Regions from separate parts of the Drosophila melanogaster genome. Here all the other regions are linked to region 4. The links are chromatin contacts, called in public HiChIP or PLAC-seq maps. All regions are on one chromosome and are shown on one strand. The core of a region is the stretch at or near the end of the contact, and the rest is flanking DNA. Distances in the headings are between cores, read along the strand shown. Region 1 holds the start of Prp16 (pre-mRNA processing factor 16). Region 2 holds the start of CG11095. Region 3 holds the start of AMPdeam (AMP deaminase). Region 4 holds the start of lncRNA:CR44655 (long non-coding RNA:CR44655).

Region 1 (3,890 bases), core at 7-2,506, 210 kb after region 4:
ATACTACATTTTATGTTAATCCCACTTGTCTCGTGCGCAGGAGCCCTAATGTTAAACATCGCATTTGACTGGAATGTCTGGCAACGCCGCCGACTGTGGCACTTGGTTTTTTGTTTCATTATTGTTTTGCTTTTCACCGTGCAAAGTGCATCTGAATGCAATATCGCATCTCCGCCAGTTGCTTGCCCCTTCGCTGGTCGCTGGTGCGCAACCTGTTGATCGCTGCCAGCGTCACCACCGCCATCGCCAACCCGCCGGCATTCGCCACAGCGAGCAGTCACAAAAGTTGTTGCTTCTCTTCCAGTGCCGCCAACGCCAGTTCCAGTACCAATTCGAATTCGAATTCCAATTCCAGTGAATGCTCCAAAATGGGCGACCAGCAACAATCAGCGGCGACAGGCAATGCCTATCAGTCGGGCAGCAGCTCGGTGGCATTTGTGACCACTCCGGATCGGGAGTCAGCCAGAAAGCTGGGCCGCAGCATCGTTGAGTTGAAATTGGCCGCATGCGTGAACATTGTGTCCCAAGTCGAGTCTATCTACAAGTGGGAAGGCGAGATTAGCGAGGACTCCGAATATCTGTTGATGATCAAGACGCGCACCAGCCGCATCGACGATCTGAGCAAGTTCATCCGCGAGAATCATCCCTACAGCGTCGCCGAGGTCATCGCGCTGCCCATCCAGAATGGCAATCCGCCGTATCTCGATTGGATCGCGCAGACGGTTCCCACAAAGGCCGAGAGCAAAGACTAAATTCAATTTGCAGTCCATTTAATGGAAATAAAACGGTTATCTGGAAAATTAATTTATTTTTTTAAAAATTAACAAGGGCTTTATTTTCTAGCATTGCCACTCTTTGTTTAGCTGTAAACTTTTAATGTAATTTAAATGTTTTGAGAAAATGGAAATGGACATTTGATCACATAATCATAATTATTGTATCTTGCAATATATAAAGCTTAGTTATTCCATTTCAAATACAACTTACCATCTTATTATGCGGTTACAAGTTCTACCAATAAATTAAACAAAACAAAATGCAACAAAGAAAATAATAAGTGGAAAAACGAAATAGATATAATTTTACAGTTGCGCACATGCACATAAATATTTCAAGCTAAATAATATTTAAAAGTAAGTATTTAAAAACTAATTTTCTGCATTAGAATAAAATGTAAATTCGTAACGACAATTAACCCAGAGTGGCATTACTGCTGTCCAGCATTTTTTTTTTTAGCGGGATGGCAGCCCCGCCGATCAGCTGTGCCCAAGAACGCCAACGCGAATGAATCGTTTTTGCGACAACGAGCAAGACTCGCGAAATAGCCAAGGAGCAACAGACTAACCAGCACAACAGGATGTCCGACGACGACGAGTCGGGTGTCCATCGGCTGGAGGGCACCGCTGGCCAGGAGACGCGCGGCGGCCTGGTCATCCGGAAGCCCAAGGATGCCGGCGCTGGCGGTGGCGGTGGATTCAAGGTGCCGCAGGGATCGATGTTGGGCCTGGACAAGCTGGCGGCCAAGCGACGGGCCGAAAAGGAGCGATCCGAGCGACTGATCTCCTTCAAGGACAGCGAATTCGATGACACCGGCGGCGGGAGCTCCACGCCGCAGGCCAACGCCTCTGGCGCTTCCAGTGAGTTTGCCTTCAAGAAACCGGACACCAAGAGCTTCGAAAAGCTGCGCGGCCAGCTGCGCGAGCACAAAGACGATACACCCTCGCACACCGGCGGCGTTTCCGAGAAGGCACGCGAGCGTCTGCGCGAGCACATCCAGCGGGACAGAAAACGTGGCCCAGTCAGCAGCACAGCGGCAGAGGGCAGGGACAGGGATCGCGACTGGGATCGTGACCGACGCAGGGACCGGGACAGAGATCGGGATCGTGACCGCGACCGGCGCCAACACAGAGAAAGGGAGCGCGATCGGCACCGCAGCTGGGATCGGGATCGTGGTCGTGATCGTGATCGTGATCGCTCCATGTCCGAGCGCAGTGTCCATACGCCGCGTGAGCCGGGAACACCAGGCGGCAGCAGCGGTGGCATATCCAATAGCTCGTGGGACGACGAGGACGGCGAGTTTGGACAGCGCAAGTCGGACTGGGATATGCCAACGCCCAGACGCCATGGCAACAAGTCGGGTGATTGGTCAGTGCGGAGCGGCGGCAGTCGGCGTAATCACGGACGCCAGGATGACACTGTCCGGCCAACGCCAGCGCATCGCTACAATCAGTGGGCACACGGTCGCAAGCGAAGCGGCGCAACGCCATGGGGCGAGGATCCCGAATCGCTGGATCTGTGGGAGGAGGAGCAGCGTCGCCTCGACCGCGAGTGGTACAACATTGACGAGGGCTACGACGATGAGAACAATCCATTCGGTGGCCCCAACTCCGAGTACTTTCGCAAGCGCGAAGAGCAGCTGGAGCAGAAGAGAACAAAGAGAATCAGCGCTCAGCAGCGCCAGAATAACCGTGACAACGAGTTGTGGGAGCGCAATCGTATGCTCACCTCGGGCGTGGTCACATTGATCAGCGTCAACGACGATTTCGATGAGGAGGCGCTGGAGCGAGTGCATCTCCTGGTGCATCACATAATACCGCCATTTCTCGACGGCCGCATCGTGTTCACCAAGCAACCGGAGCCGGTGGTGCCCGTCAAGGATCCCACCTCGGATATGGCACTGCTGGCGCGCAAGGGCAGCGCCCTGGTGCGCAACTATCGCGAGCAAAAGGAGCGGCGCAAGGCGCAAAAGAAGCACTGGGAGCTGAGCGGCACCAAGCTGGGCAACATTATGGGTGTACAGCGGCCGCAGGACGAGGACGATATGCGTTTCGACAAGGAGAAGGACAAGGCCGACTATCGCAAGGATCAGAAGTTCGCCGACCATATGCGCGACCAGGATACGGGTGGCAAGAGCGATTTCTCGCGCAAAAAGACCATCTCGGAGCAGCGCCGCTTCCTGCCCGTTTTCGCATCGCGTCAAGAGTTGCTCAACGTTATTCGCGAGAACTCGGTGATCATTATCGTGGGCGAGACGGGCAGCGGCAAGACGACACAGCTAACCCAGTATCTTCACGAGGATGGCTACAGCAAGCGTGGCATGATCGGTTGCACGCAGCCGCGTCGTGTGGCCGCCATGTCGGTGGCCAAGCGAGTCTCCGACGAGATGGACACCCAGCTGGGTAGGCAATTTACTCTAGAAGTGTTTAGGAAGCGCTCTCTTTCTTTCTCAATGTTTCTCAATCTGTGTGAAAGAGTGATTCCTAAACAGTCAACCATGAAATTCCAATCTTTGCTTAAGCTTAAGCCTAATCCCACGCCATCCTTTCTGTTTGCAGGCGAGGACGTGGGCTATGCCATCCGTTTCGAGGACTGCACGTCGGAGCGCACGGTCATCAAGTACATGACGGATGGTATTCTGCTCCGCGAGAGTCTGCGTGATCCGGAACTAGACAGCTACTCCGCCATCATTATGGACGAGGCCCACGAGCGATCCCTTTCGACGGACGTGCTCTTTGGATTGCTGCGCGAGGTGAGTGGCTGGCCACCAAGTGCTCCATACTTTCGAATAACTTACACATGGGCTCTTCTCGCTTCAACTTCAAAAAACAAAAACAAAAAATTGCTAATATAAAACCAAGTGCATATCCTTTTGTTTTTTAACCATTTCAAATCGCTTATTAGGCTCATTCAACTTGACTTTCGCTTATCTTAACCCAAAATGGAAAGTTATAACTTTTATCTATACGATAATGGTGTTTACTATCTTTAGTGAATGGAACACATTGAGTTTAATATATTTTACCTTTAATTCGACTGTTGCCTCAACAAGACAATAATGCAAAATCGTTTAATTTTGTTGTTGTATCCGTTGGTAAACATTTAATAATAAT
Region 2 (3,444 bases), core at 830-3,329, 180 kb before region 4:
GTACAGCCAAATCCGCGGCTCACGTCGGCGGCCTCGTCGCTCCTGAGCTCGGCAACCACGCCGTATGACATATCAAGTGCTCTGGACGACAGCCTGGCCACAGTGGCGCTGCGGCAAAGCCCCTCGCTGATTAGCGCTGAGACGACGGCTACAGTGATTGTTAATCCGGAACCGGATGCTGAGGAGATTGCCATACCACAACGGCTCAAGGCGGTGGCCTTCGATATGGCGCTCACTCCGCCGCCAACGCTGCCGGAGAGGTCCATGCTCGGTCGTCAACACTCCGAGAAAAAGCCACGTTCTCTGCCGCTGGCCCAAGTCCAGGCCCTTCGTAGAGCTTCGGATGCTGGTGCGGTACCTGGAGTGGATTTACTGCACGACGACTGGTATGGCCTGGCCCCACTGGCCAGTCCCGAAACGCTGTCCGAGATCTCGAGCGTCTCCTCGCGAACCAGCGTACCCATTAGCCTGGCCAACAGCATTGAGCGCTATCTGCAGCACATGGGCGTGGGCGTTGGCGGTCCGAAGGTGCCACTCGAGGACATCTTCGAGTCGCAGCTGCATACGCCCAAGGTTATGAGGCGGGCGCCCAAGTTCAGCGAGAATCTTGCTGGCTGTGCAGAGGACACCAGAAATCTGGATCAGTACAAACGGCTGGGTCGTGTGTTCATCACCTTTCCGCGCATCTTTCCGGATCAATCGCCAGCGGCGCATAGTCTGGACTCCAGCGACGATAGCTTTGAGTCTGCGTCGGCCCACAGCCTACAGAGATTGCAGCTGCCGCACGGTGCCAATGCGGTGCAGAGTTCCAAGTCCGCCGATCCGCTGGACGGGGATCCCGATGCGACGAGGCAAACGCAGCCCGCCAAGAAGTTGACATTCAGCGATAGCGATATCCTGACGGACGCGGACTGCCTGCGACTGTGTCCACACTGTCCCTGCGATCGGGATGTCCAGCGTGGCTGCTGTACTCGCTCGGAGCACGGGAAGTGCGGCACAGAGATTTCCGGGGGTTGTGGTGGTGCCGCCATGGGATTGGGCTCCACAGATACTAGTTTCTACAGTGCCAGCTCATCGCTGGAACAGTTTGCCACACCGGCTCGGCAGAACGGTGGCACTGGGGCGTCTGGCAACCACCTGGAGGAGATACTCATACGGCCCGGCGTGTTGGAATCGCATTTTCCCGTTCTTGGCGGTGGCAGCGCGATAGAGACACCGGCTTTGGTGGCCCCAGCCTCACCATCGCCGCTCAGCAATGGCAAACGACCGGATGTGGTTGGTGGCCGGGTGAGGAAACGGCTCTCGTCCGAGGAGTTCGTCTTCTCCCGGAGCGAGGATCTGCCTAGCCTAGTACAAATCGGTGATAGGTGTACCGGCTCTCCGGCGGGACGACGTCGGGCCAAGGGCTGCGTCTATCCGGCCGGGAATAGTCTCCGTTTGGACGCTGCTGCCGCTGTCGCCTCCGCTTCCGCATCGCCCACGTCCATTAGTAAATTTACCCGCACGCGCGTGGCCGCCGGAGGATTGGCAGCCAAACAGGCTGCCGGCAATAACGAAAGTAACGTTTAATAGTTGTAAGTTGCAAGCAGTACCTTCACCTGGACACACAGATGCGATTTCAGCCCAAAGTCGACAATTATGCCGTTGCCATTGCTTTCACACAAGCGATACATACACAAAACCAGTTGATTACAAATTAAAGGAACTCACAAGGAATCTAACATTTTGCATACCGATTACCTAAGGAACAACATTTAGCATTAACACACAAGCGTTTACTATTAACTAAATGCAATATGTATATTTATATACAGATATATAAATATATATTTTTTTGTGCAGCCAAGCCCCAAGCGACGAGAAATTTTAATAAAACGTTTTAAAAAATGAATACTCTGTAATGTCGTTGATTAGGAAAATGGCACAAAAAACTTCAAACTTTAAAGTGTAACGGTTTTTTGCTTAGTTGGAATATGGTATTTTGAAAGTGGTTGAGTTCACCGCACTGTTAACCGCTAACAGCTCACTGTGGCGCACAACAGTACACTATCGGCTGTTAACGGCTCTGTTTTGGTTTTTTGTCCAATTCCAAAGTTCGTTGCGTTCGCATTTGTTTACATCATTGCTCGATTCGGTGTTCTATAGCCAAAAACGATGTCCCTGATTGCCCAGGCGAGTCGCACAGTGCCGCAGCTACTGTTGCACTTGAACCGCCATCTGGTCACCTCCTGCTCAAGCGCCGCATCCGCCACGTCCTCGAAACCGCCGGATGTCGACCAGTCGATCACTGCCGACCAGCTCCTCGGACCGGAATCGCAGCGCAGGTGCATGGAGAAGATGCGCAGCCTGCCGGCATTCCCGCGTCCCAAGGCGCTCACGCCCAGTCGCCGGGAAAAGCAGACATCCGCGGTTCTTATCGCCCTCTGCCAGGAGCGCGGCACGTCAGTATAGCCAGTTAAACTAGGAATGCGACCATTTGAATAAGCTGCATCGCTTTGCTCTTTCAGGAATGAAATATCCCTACTATACACCCGACGATCGCGACACCTGCGCAGCCACAGCTTTCAGATCTCCTTTCCGGGCGGAAGGCGCGATGATCACGACTCGAGCTACGTGGACTGTGCGCTGCGCGAAACAGAGGAGGAGATCGGCCTACCGCGCCATCGCATCCAGGTGTGGGGCGAGGCCAAGCAGCTACAGCTGCCGAGGACCTCGTCGATTGTGCCAGTGGTGGGCGTGGTGCCGGACTTTAGCCTCTCCGAGCTGCGTCTCAACTGGGAGGAGGTGGAGGAGGCGTTTAGTGTGCCGCTCACTTCGCTAATGCTGCCCAAGGCCACCAGGCACACACAGTTTCGTAGCGGCTACAGCGGTCCAGTATTTGTTGTAGACCATTATCGCATCTGGGGCATCACCGGCTATCTGACGCACCTCTTCCTGCACTGCCTGCTGCCACCCAATTTGCTGCCCGATTGCCTCAAGACGAACATCAAGTTCATTCGGCCCTTTAAGCTACCGCCCAAGCTGCCGCATCATCGCGAGCACTCCGCCGGGGATCCCTCGATGCGCACCTGACGAGACATCCGCGATCCGCCGACCGTAATCCTACTCAGGCTAGCAACAATCTGGTACTGTGATTGGGCCAAATGTGCTTCGCTCGAACCGAACAATTGGCCAATTCTGATGGTGTTCTTTGTTTTAGTGTACGCGTTAATTGTTAATTCTCGGAGAGATTTATAATAAAACTGTTGACCATTATGTTGAAATCGAAGAGGAGCTCTTTATTCGAGCTAAGACGATGCCATTTAATGATTTATATCTTTGATAAGGCTTATCATGAAATGAACATGTTAAGTAAAAGGCAATAATTGTCTTTTTGTGTTTTTTTTTTATTTGTAATTTTCACTTAAATACAAAAAATACTCTTCATTTCCTCCTCTAATTTTC
Region 3 (3,577 bases), core at 83-2,582, 140 kb before region 4:
TGCACGCTGTGTGTGGGTGAGAGTGAGTTTCTTTGGACATGGAAGTGGAAATATTTCACGGCGATGACCAGTAAACGAGGTAAACGAAGGCGCAAAAGTCAATGCATCCGACACACACACACACACACACACACATAGGCATACATTTCACACACACGTTCGCAGGGGCGCAATGGAAAAGGGGCGTGGTCGGGGGTCAGAAGCTGTCCCTCATCTAAATGCACCCTGTAACCTGTAAACATTCACGTACGAGGAACACAGTTCAACTACACAATAAATGCAATCATCATTATTTTAGAAATTAGCGCGTATTTTTAAAAACACAAAAGCGAAACTAAAATACAACATAACCGCTAAAAACATGACTGCCACTACGCCACTGTTTTCGTTAATCATTTGTAATGCAAAATAAATGCAAAATGAGAACGGCGAAAATTGGTTTCTTTTGAAACCAATCAAATTGTTTTGGCTTCGCAATAGTGCAGTATGCAATTTAAATGTACACTGCATGCCACAAATTAAATTGCACACAAAATGCAATAAATATGCAGATGAGTTGGCAATATATATTGACGAACAAATGCTCCATTGTTCGAAGATATTGCTATTGCAATTTAAACTACAATAATTTGAACTAAATATGCTTTTAACTAGTGTAATTTTAGATCAATTTCAAGATAAACCAACTAAAAGTAGAAAAGGGAAGTTACTCAAAAATTGTTGCACGACATTTACAAATTCGATCATCTTGCTTGCAACCAACACCCCCCCCCCCCCCCTCTACACCTAAACAACCACGCCCACAGTGAGACACTTACCGCCTTTGCGCTTCTCGATGCGCCGCATCGTAGTGCAGCCCATGTCCATGTCCATCTCCATGTCCGTATCGAATCCGAAGCTGCGATAGCCCTTGGCACTCAGTGCGTCCGCGTAGCTCTGCATAGCCCGGCGCTTGCGATGTCCTTTGTACCGGGTTCGATTCCAACTACGGCTGGAATTCGAAAACGAGCCTCTTTCGGAGCCTGCGGAACCTTCCGGATGGATCCACGCAGATGTTGCGACTCGAAAACGCAGGCTAAATACGCGCAGAAACTTTCGAGTTTTGCACTCCACAAACTAATTGCCTATCGCGCTATCTGTATAAGTTTTTTGTTTTTTTTTTTGATACTCTTACGCACACTCGATGGTAAAACACTATAAAAAAAAAGAATAAAATGCAAACAACAACCACAACAAACGGTGGTAAGAACAATAATACTGCTATTTCGTGTGCGATTGTAATTAAATTGGCGAATAACTTCTGTTCAGTGCGAATTTTTTTTTGCGACTAAAATTTGTGAGCCAGCTCGCAGTGTGACCAGAGCACGAGCGATTGAGCTTGCAAATGTTACAGCGTAAGCTTACGTTTCGCTACGGAAAGCGAGGACATGAACCAGCATTATTTATATGTGCAACTAAACACATCCGACAGCACTGGTTAAGTGCGCGCTTAAATTTGAATTTGTTCAACTCAATTGAACTTTGCAGTACTCCCCCTACTTTGTGTTAGCTAAAACAAATTTTGTTTTTTTTTTTTAAATGTATTTTATTTGCTTGTTGTTTCTTTTTATAATGTAATGCATAAAAATGGTGGTGTTTTGTTTTGTTTTGTTTCATAAAATAAAACCAATAAACATTTCACTTTACTAGTGGAATACAAATAAGTTTACTTGTACACGACAAATAGTTTTTTCTTGATTTTCACATTTAATTTTTGCATTCATTAATTGAGTGGCAAAAAAAAAAAATGTTCGTGTTTCTCCTTCTTTTCTTTTTTTTTTTTTGGTTTTCTTTGGTTTAGTCGTCGTAAATGTCTTTGTATAAGGAAACGCAAAAGATCTCCGAACAAGTTTGATTTTTGTTGCTTGTTTTAGTTCTCAGTTTTTACTTGGTTTCATTTTATTGGAACGGCTTTATTGAACTTTTGTTGTTGTTGTTGTTGTTGTTTGGTTGCATATAAGTAATATTTGTTTATCGTTTCCCTTTGCATTTCGCATTAAAAACATTAATTCTTTGGCAGGCATTGCATTTCGTAGTTTTGTAAAAGTTTTCCTTCTAAATCGTTCTCAACGCAAGATTCGAATTCGAAACCGAAAAACGTAAGATTCGAAATATCTGAGAGATGTGAAAAAAAATGGTTCATTTAATTTGATTAGTTCCATTTCAAATATTTTGGTTTTCCATTTATGTCCTGTTCAATTCATTACAATTTTGATTTTGTTATCAAATACACATCAATACGTTGGTAGTTTAAAAATTGTGTTTTCTTTTTTGCGTTTTCGCTTTGTTTTTGGTTTTTTTTTTTGATTTTGTCTTGTTTTGTTTTTGTGCTAAATTACATTTTAAAAATATGCTTAATATTTTTTGTTTTTTGGTTTTTTTTTCTGCTTATTTTGTCGCCTTAGTTTTTTGGTTTTAAGTCAAAGACACGAAAGTGAAAGAGGTTTTTGTTTTTGGTTTACGTCTGTTTGCTTAACTTATTATTTTGTTTACTCTGGGTTTAGTTAATTTTTTAGTGTAATGTGGCTTTGCATGCGCTTAATTTTAAAACACCGAGAGTTTGCTCAAAATTGTTAATGTTTTTTGCTTTTCTTTCCGAATGAAGTTTTAAATATCGAAATATATATGTATATATATAAATTTTTCGTGTGTTTTCGCTAATTTTTCTTGTTCTTGTTAATTTTATACGTTTTGCCATTGTTTTATTGTATTTTTTTTTTTGCATTTCCTTTTCCGTTTTTGCTTTTTTTGTTAATTTTATTTTTGGTTTAAAAACACCGAAAGCTTAAAATTTAGAGATTTTCCTAAAGTGTAAATTTTTTACAATTTTCCCCAATACATCTCTGACCGTTTTCTGCTGTTTGATTTCTGTTTTTGTTGTGGTTGCGGTTTGTTTCGTTTTTTTTTTTTATCTGTGGTGTCTCGATTTTCTGTGTCAACGAAGTAAGGTTGAATTGAACCGAATAAAATAACCCACTACGCTTTCCGTTCACATTTCCCGTAAAAAACCGTTAAAACTGTAGAATAGAAATCTGTTTGCTTGTAAAGCATATTGCTAAGCTCCTTCCGCTTCCGTTATCGTTCCGTTTTTCTGTTTCTGTTTCTGTTTCCGCTTCCGTTCCCGTACCATTTCCGTTTCCTCCGCCTTCGTTTCCGTCCCCTGCTCTGCGTACCGTTCAATAAATAGGTTAAGGAAAAAACTGTATCACATTTTCAATTACGTCTTTGTTCGTAGCACCTTCATAAACATACACTCAACCCACCTGACCCCTAACCCATGACCCCAGACCCCCTCTCTCTCTCTTTCTCTCCCGTTCCACCCCGCCTATGTACAGACCTCTAACCTACCATACAGTTGGAGAAAAAAATTGCGCTTCGGATTTTATCACAAAAATAATTACAACTCTGTGCGAATGCACCAAACTCTACGCCCTGCCACGCCTAAACTAACATTGCTTCTAAGTCCCATCTGTAAACCTTAAACTTGACGCGATGCGTCTCGAATTGGTTCCATTAATTCCCTTTCCACCTTTCGCAC
Region 4 (3,664 bases), core at 144-2,643:
AATCTTCTAGCACACATTTTCCAGGATTTTTTCGGGCAAAATTATATGTGATTTTTGGTTTAACACAAGTTGCGGAAATTTGATCTTGAATATTTTAAAGAATTTAGTTTCGCAATTTTACAAGAGTTTTTTTTTTTATAAATTTTAAAAATGTAGTTAAAAAGGATTTTTTTATATACCTAAAAAAAATATCATATATAGCATCGTTTTTCCGTCTTTTTAAAGGTTATATAGAGCTTAAGAACTTTTCAAGCTTTTTACTTTGAAAAATTACTCTTTGAAGCATTCTTGCCATATTTAAATTTAAATTTTTAATCGAGCATTTTGCTTATCAAGAGCATGCGAAATGTTTTAAATGTATTAAATTTGGAAAAATTAATTTCCAAGTATGCATACATTTTAAGTTCTATTTAGTAACTTTCGGTTCAATATCACAAATTGAAAAACTCTATTAAAATAATAGTGTTACATATATATATTAATTTACAATGATGCCAACAAATATTTGTTTAAGAAAGAAGTTTATAAAAAATACAAAATAATCCAAAAAGATTCAAGATTCGTTTTGCCTTGCAGTCATTTGATCTACACATCTAGCCAAATTTTGATGGGCATTGAAGTAGAATTGTTGTTAAAATATATATATAATATTTAGGCCCCAACTGGATGATCTAAGGTGTAAAATATTGCACACAGATAAGAAATATATTCCGCTGGCAACAGTCTTAATTAAGAAAAAATTTTAAACTGCACAATTCTATGAAAGAACGGGAACTATTTTATATGCTCTTCACAAGCAAATTTTCTCCAGCACTTAGCCGCAAAATTAAGACAATTTTAATTTTATTTATATATATATACATATATATATATATATTTTTTTTTTTTGGCAGAACGAAGAGAGAAAGAGAAAGGGGTATGTAGAGTTTTGTGTGGAAAGATCGCACTAAAATAAAATTCACAATAAATTCTTGATCAACTTTGGCACAGTAAAAAAAAATAGGTTTTAGCTTTATGTTATAACGATTTTCGTAGTTAATTTGAAATATATTTCAGAGTTTATTTTTTGTTTGAATTTCAGCGCTTTTTTCGCGACTTTTTTGCGATTTTTCATCGCTTTTTGCACTCACACACCAAGCGACGAGGAGCAAACGACACAACCGAATGAACGGACCAACTGGCGACTGCGGCGGGGCAACAACGACAACAACGGCGGCGACGTCGGCAGCGACGCCGGCAGAACGCTCCAAACAAAGGCAAACAAAATAAAAAAAAATTTGCGAAAAAGGAAAATAAAAAATTGGCAACGAAGAAACTACACACTCACACGCACACATACAAATCCGAGCTGCATTGGTCAGAGTTTCGCCAAAAGAGAGAGAGAGAGAGAGAGTGGAAGAGAGATCGCGAATTTTTTGCGAATAAATGTTGCGCGCAACATGTTGCCAAAAGCGAAATGGCCACGCAACGAAGCAAACACACACACACACACACTAGATGACATGCAAAGGAAAAGAGAGTTGCTCTCTCGCGAATGCGAATTCTTCGTTTTTGCAAATTCTCTTTTGTTGCGAATTTTTTGTAGCTTCTTTTTCGCTCGCTTTTATCAGCGCTCCCGCACACAAATACACATACACCTGCTTCGCCGCTCTCTCTTTCGCTCCCCTCTTCCTGCCCTTTCACTCATCGAGAGATCCGCTTTATTTTATTTCAACTTTTTGCTGCCCAGAATTCGCACACATGGAAGCTCGGCGCAAAAAAAAATACATAAATTAAGTGAGCAAAAAAATTAAGAGGAAGAAGCAGCACAAGAAGATAACTCAGCAAGCATTGGGTTTGCAAAAAAAAAAAAACAACAAATAAAAAAATAACAAAAACAAAAATTAGAAACGAATTGGGTGGAACAAGAATTAATTTGCGAAAAAAATGTGCGCGCTTTTTTGGGAAAATAGATGAAAAGGTTCTGCCGATTATTGTAATTAATCACATTTGTGTATATTTAACTACCATCGCACTTGCAGCCACTAAATTTTGAAATATAACTTATTTCGGTTCTGGATCACCTATTAAAAAAAAAAAAAACCAAGCAAAGTGGCGATCTGCAACTTTTAGAAGTTGTACATAGAAATTATAGGCAAATAATTGCACTATTTCAATATTCCAGTTCTTGTTAAAAACGAATTAGTTGTTTTATTTTAAGAAATAATGTTAGGAATCTATTGGAAATGATATTCATTCAATTTCCCAAATGTGGCAACCAATTGTACAACCTTTTTAGTTTGGAAAAATGCATAATAATGCCCAAAATCTTTGTTGTGACAACTTTTAACATTTCGAATTTAGCATAGTGATCTTTGCTGTTTTTAGGACCCCTAAAATAAACCCTTTTTCACTGCAACCCCCCGCAATGATCTTACTTTTGGCTGCCCAACAGCTATGTACATAAATATACATATGTATAAATTTCGCCGAAATCTGCTAGTTGCCAAAAATCCACGACCACCACACTTTCATTGCTTTGTTTTGTTTCGGTTTTCTTGTTTGTTTCTTGTTTTTTTTTTTATATTTTTTTGCACTTTTATCGTTGCTTTTGTTTTTATTTAGAAATTCGTTGTTTGCTCAATAAAATCGAAAATGCGACGACTCTCGGTCGCAAAGAACGCATTCGGCGAATGGTCGCTGCGGGGATGGAGGGGGCGGCTTTTGCGGGTTGGGGGCTGGGTTCCAGGACCTTTCCGTCTGCACGCAGTCGCCACACAAACACCAACGCACACTGACAGTGGAACGTGGAGAGAAACACTCAAATAAACTGGTGCCAGACATTGACTCCAAAAAAAAAAAAAAAAAAACAACGAAAAACCACGTGCAAAAAAGGCGACAACAACTCAGCCTATGTTGCACCAACCCACCAGCCAAAAAAAAAAAAAAAACAACAAGAAAAAAAGCCGAAAGGAGGGGGATAAAAGCAAAACAAACGGCCCACAGGACGCAATTTTGCACCCACACAAACAGGACTTCGTCCTTTTTCGTTCGACCTCGGCGGCTTCGTATGCTGCTTCTTCTTGTTCATCTATGTAGCTGCTGCCACATCTTCTTCTTGATATTTTTTTGTGTCTGCTTCTTTTTTGTTGGCCCTGCGTTGCCAAGGGTTTCCTTTGTTCCCGTCGGCCGCCCAGCCGCCCACATTGCAGCCCATCCAACACCCCGCCACCGCACTAGGCCACCCAACCAACCAACCACCCATCCACTCTAAGCCAAGTCTGTTGCACTCACAAAAACGACGAACGCGACCCCAAACAAAAAAACAGCAACAGAAGCAACAAGAATAACACGAGGCGCACGGATTTGGCAGGACATTCATTGGAGTCTCGAATACCCTTCAACATCTGGCTGAGAAACATCAAGAGATTTGATCTGCTTATATAAGCTTATATGACACCAACAATTACAGAACAGAATCAGAATAATGTAGTTCTTAGAAAATTGAACATTTTCTATGAGAAATCTGCAGGATTTTCAAATGTCACGTATTAGCGCCGCAAAGCATGCAACAAAATTCGAAAAACTCAAAAACCTGTGTAAATTATTTACTTTTATTTATTTATTTAGAAGCGATGAATCCATAGAATGGTAAATTATTTACTGTAAATAGTTTTGATGTTTA

What was found. HiChIP or PLAC-seq counts read pairs in DNA pulled down with a chosen protein or histone mark.
Region 1: an H3K27ac HiChIP or PLAC-seq map of the Kc167 cell line shows a contact between it and region 4, with 3 times the contacts expected there. The contact joins the promoter of Prp16 here to the promoter of lncRNA:CR44655 in region 4. A contact is called at or near these places in 3 of 107 Hi-C or Micro-C datasets (the Kc167 cell line and the OSC cell line) and 2 of 6 datasets of contacts at active chromatin or transcription factors (both in the Kc167 cell line).
Region 2: a Psq HiChIP or PLAC-seq map of the Kc167 cell line shows a contact between it and region 4, with 3 times the contacts expected there. The contact joins the promoter of CG11095 here to the promoter of lncRNA:CR44655 in region 4. A contact is called at or near these places in 1 of 107 Hi-C or Micro-C datasets (the Kc167 cell line) and 1 of 6 datasets of contacts at active chromatin or transcription factors (the Kc167 cell line).
Region 3: a contact with region 4 is called in a Psq HiChIP or PLAC-seq map of the Kc167 cell line, with 5 times the contacts expected there. The contact joins the promoter of AMPdeam here to the promoter of lncRNA:CR44655 in region 4. A contact is called at or near these places in 4 of 107 Hi-C or Micro-C datasets (the Kc167 cell line and embryo) and 2 of 6 datasets of contacts at active chromatin or transcription factors (both in the Kc167 cell line).

What each region holds. Positions count from the first base shown.
Region 1 is chrX:14,200,106-14,203,995 of dm6, forward strand. It overlaps Prp16 (pre-mRNA processing factor 16), which reads left to right and starts at 1,257. Exons shown (of 4, transcript NM_132719.3): 1 at 1,257-3,179; 2 at 3,336-3,529. The coding sequence starts at 1,358. It overlaps CG11590, which reads left to right and starts at 73. Exons shown (of 1, transcript NM_132717.2): 1 at 73-802. The coding sequence starts at 156. The coding sequence ends at 752. It overlaps l(1)G0469 (lethal (1) G0469), which reads right to left. Exons shown (of 3, transcript NM_001272614.1): 3 at 3,856-3,890.
Region 2 is chrX:13,809,605-13,813,048 of dm6, forward strand. It overlaps CG11095, which reads left to right and starts at 2,080. Exons shown (of 2, transcript NM_132699.3): 1 at 2,080-2,441; 2 at 2,508-3,266. The coding sequence starts at 2,155. The coding sequence ends at 3,072. inaE (inactivation no afterpotential E) reads left to right here. Exons shown (of 15, transcript NM_176727.3): 15 at 1-1,889. It overlaps Clic (Chloride intracellular channel), which reads right to left. Exons shown (of 4, transcript NM_132700.4): 4 at 3,367-3,444.
Region 3 is chrX:13,844,534-13,848,110 of dm6, forward strand. AMPdeam (AMP deaminase) reads right to left here and starts at 1,333. Exons shown (of 9, transcript NM_001258730.2): 1 at 819-1,333. The coding sequence starts at 942. mamo (maternal gene required for meiosis) reads right to left here. Exons shown (of 11, transcript NM_132704.4): 11 at 1,583-3,577.
Region 4 is chrX:13,989,340-13,993,003 of dm6, forward strand. It overlaps lncRNA:CR44655 (long non-coding RNA:CR44655), which reads left to right and starts at 1,394. Exons shown (of 1, transcript NR_123901.1): 1 at 1,394-2,081. It also overlaps a transcript of mamo not described here.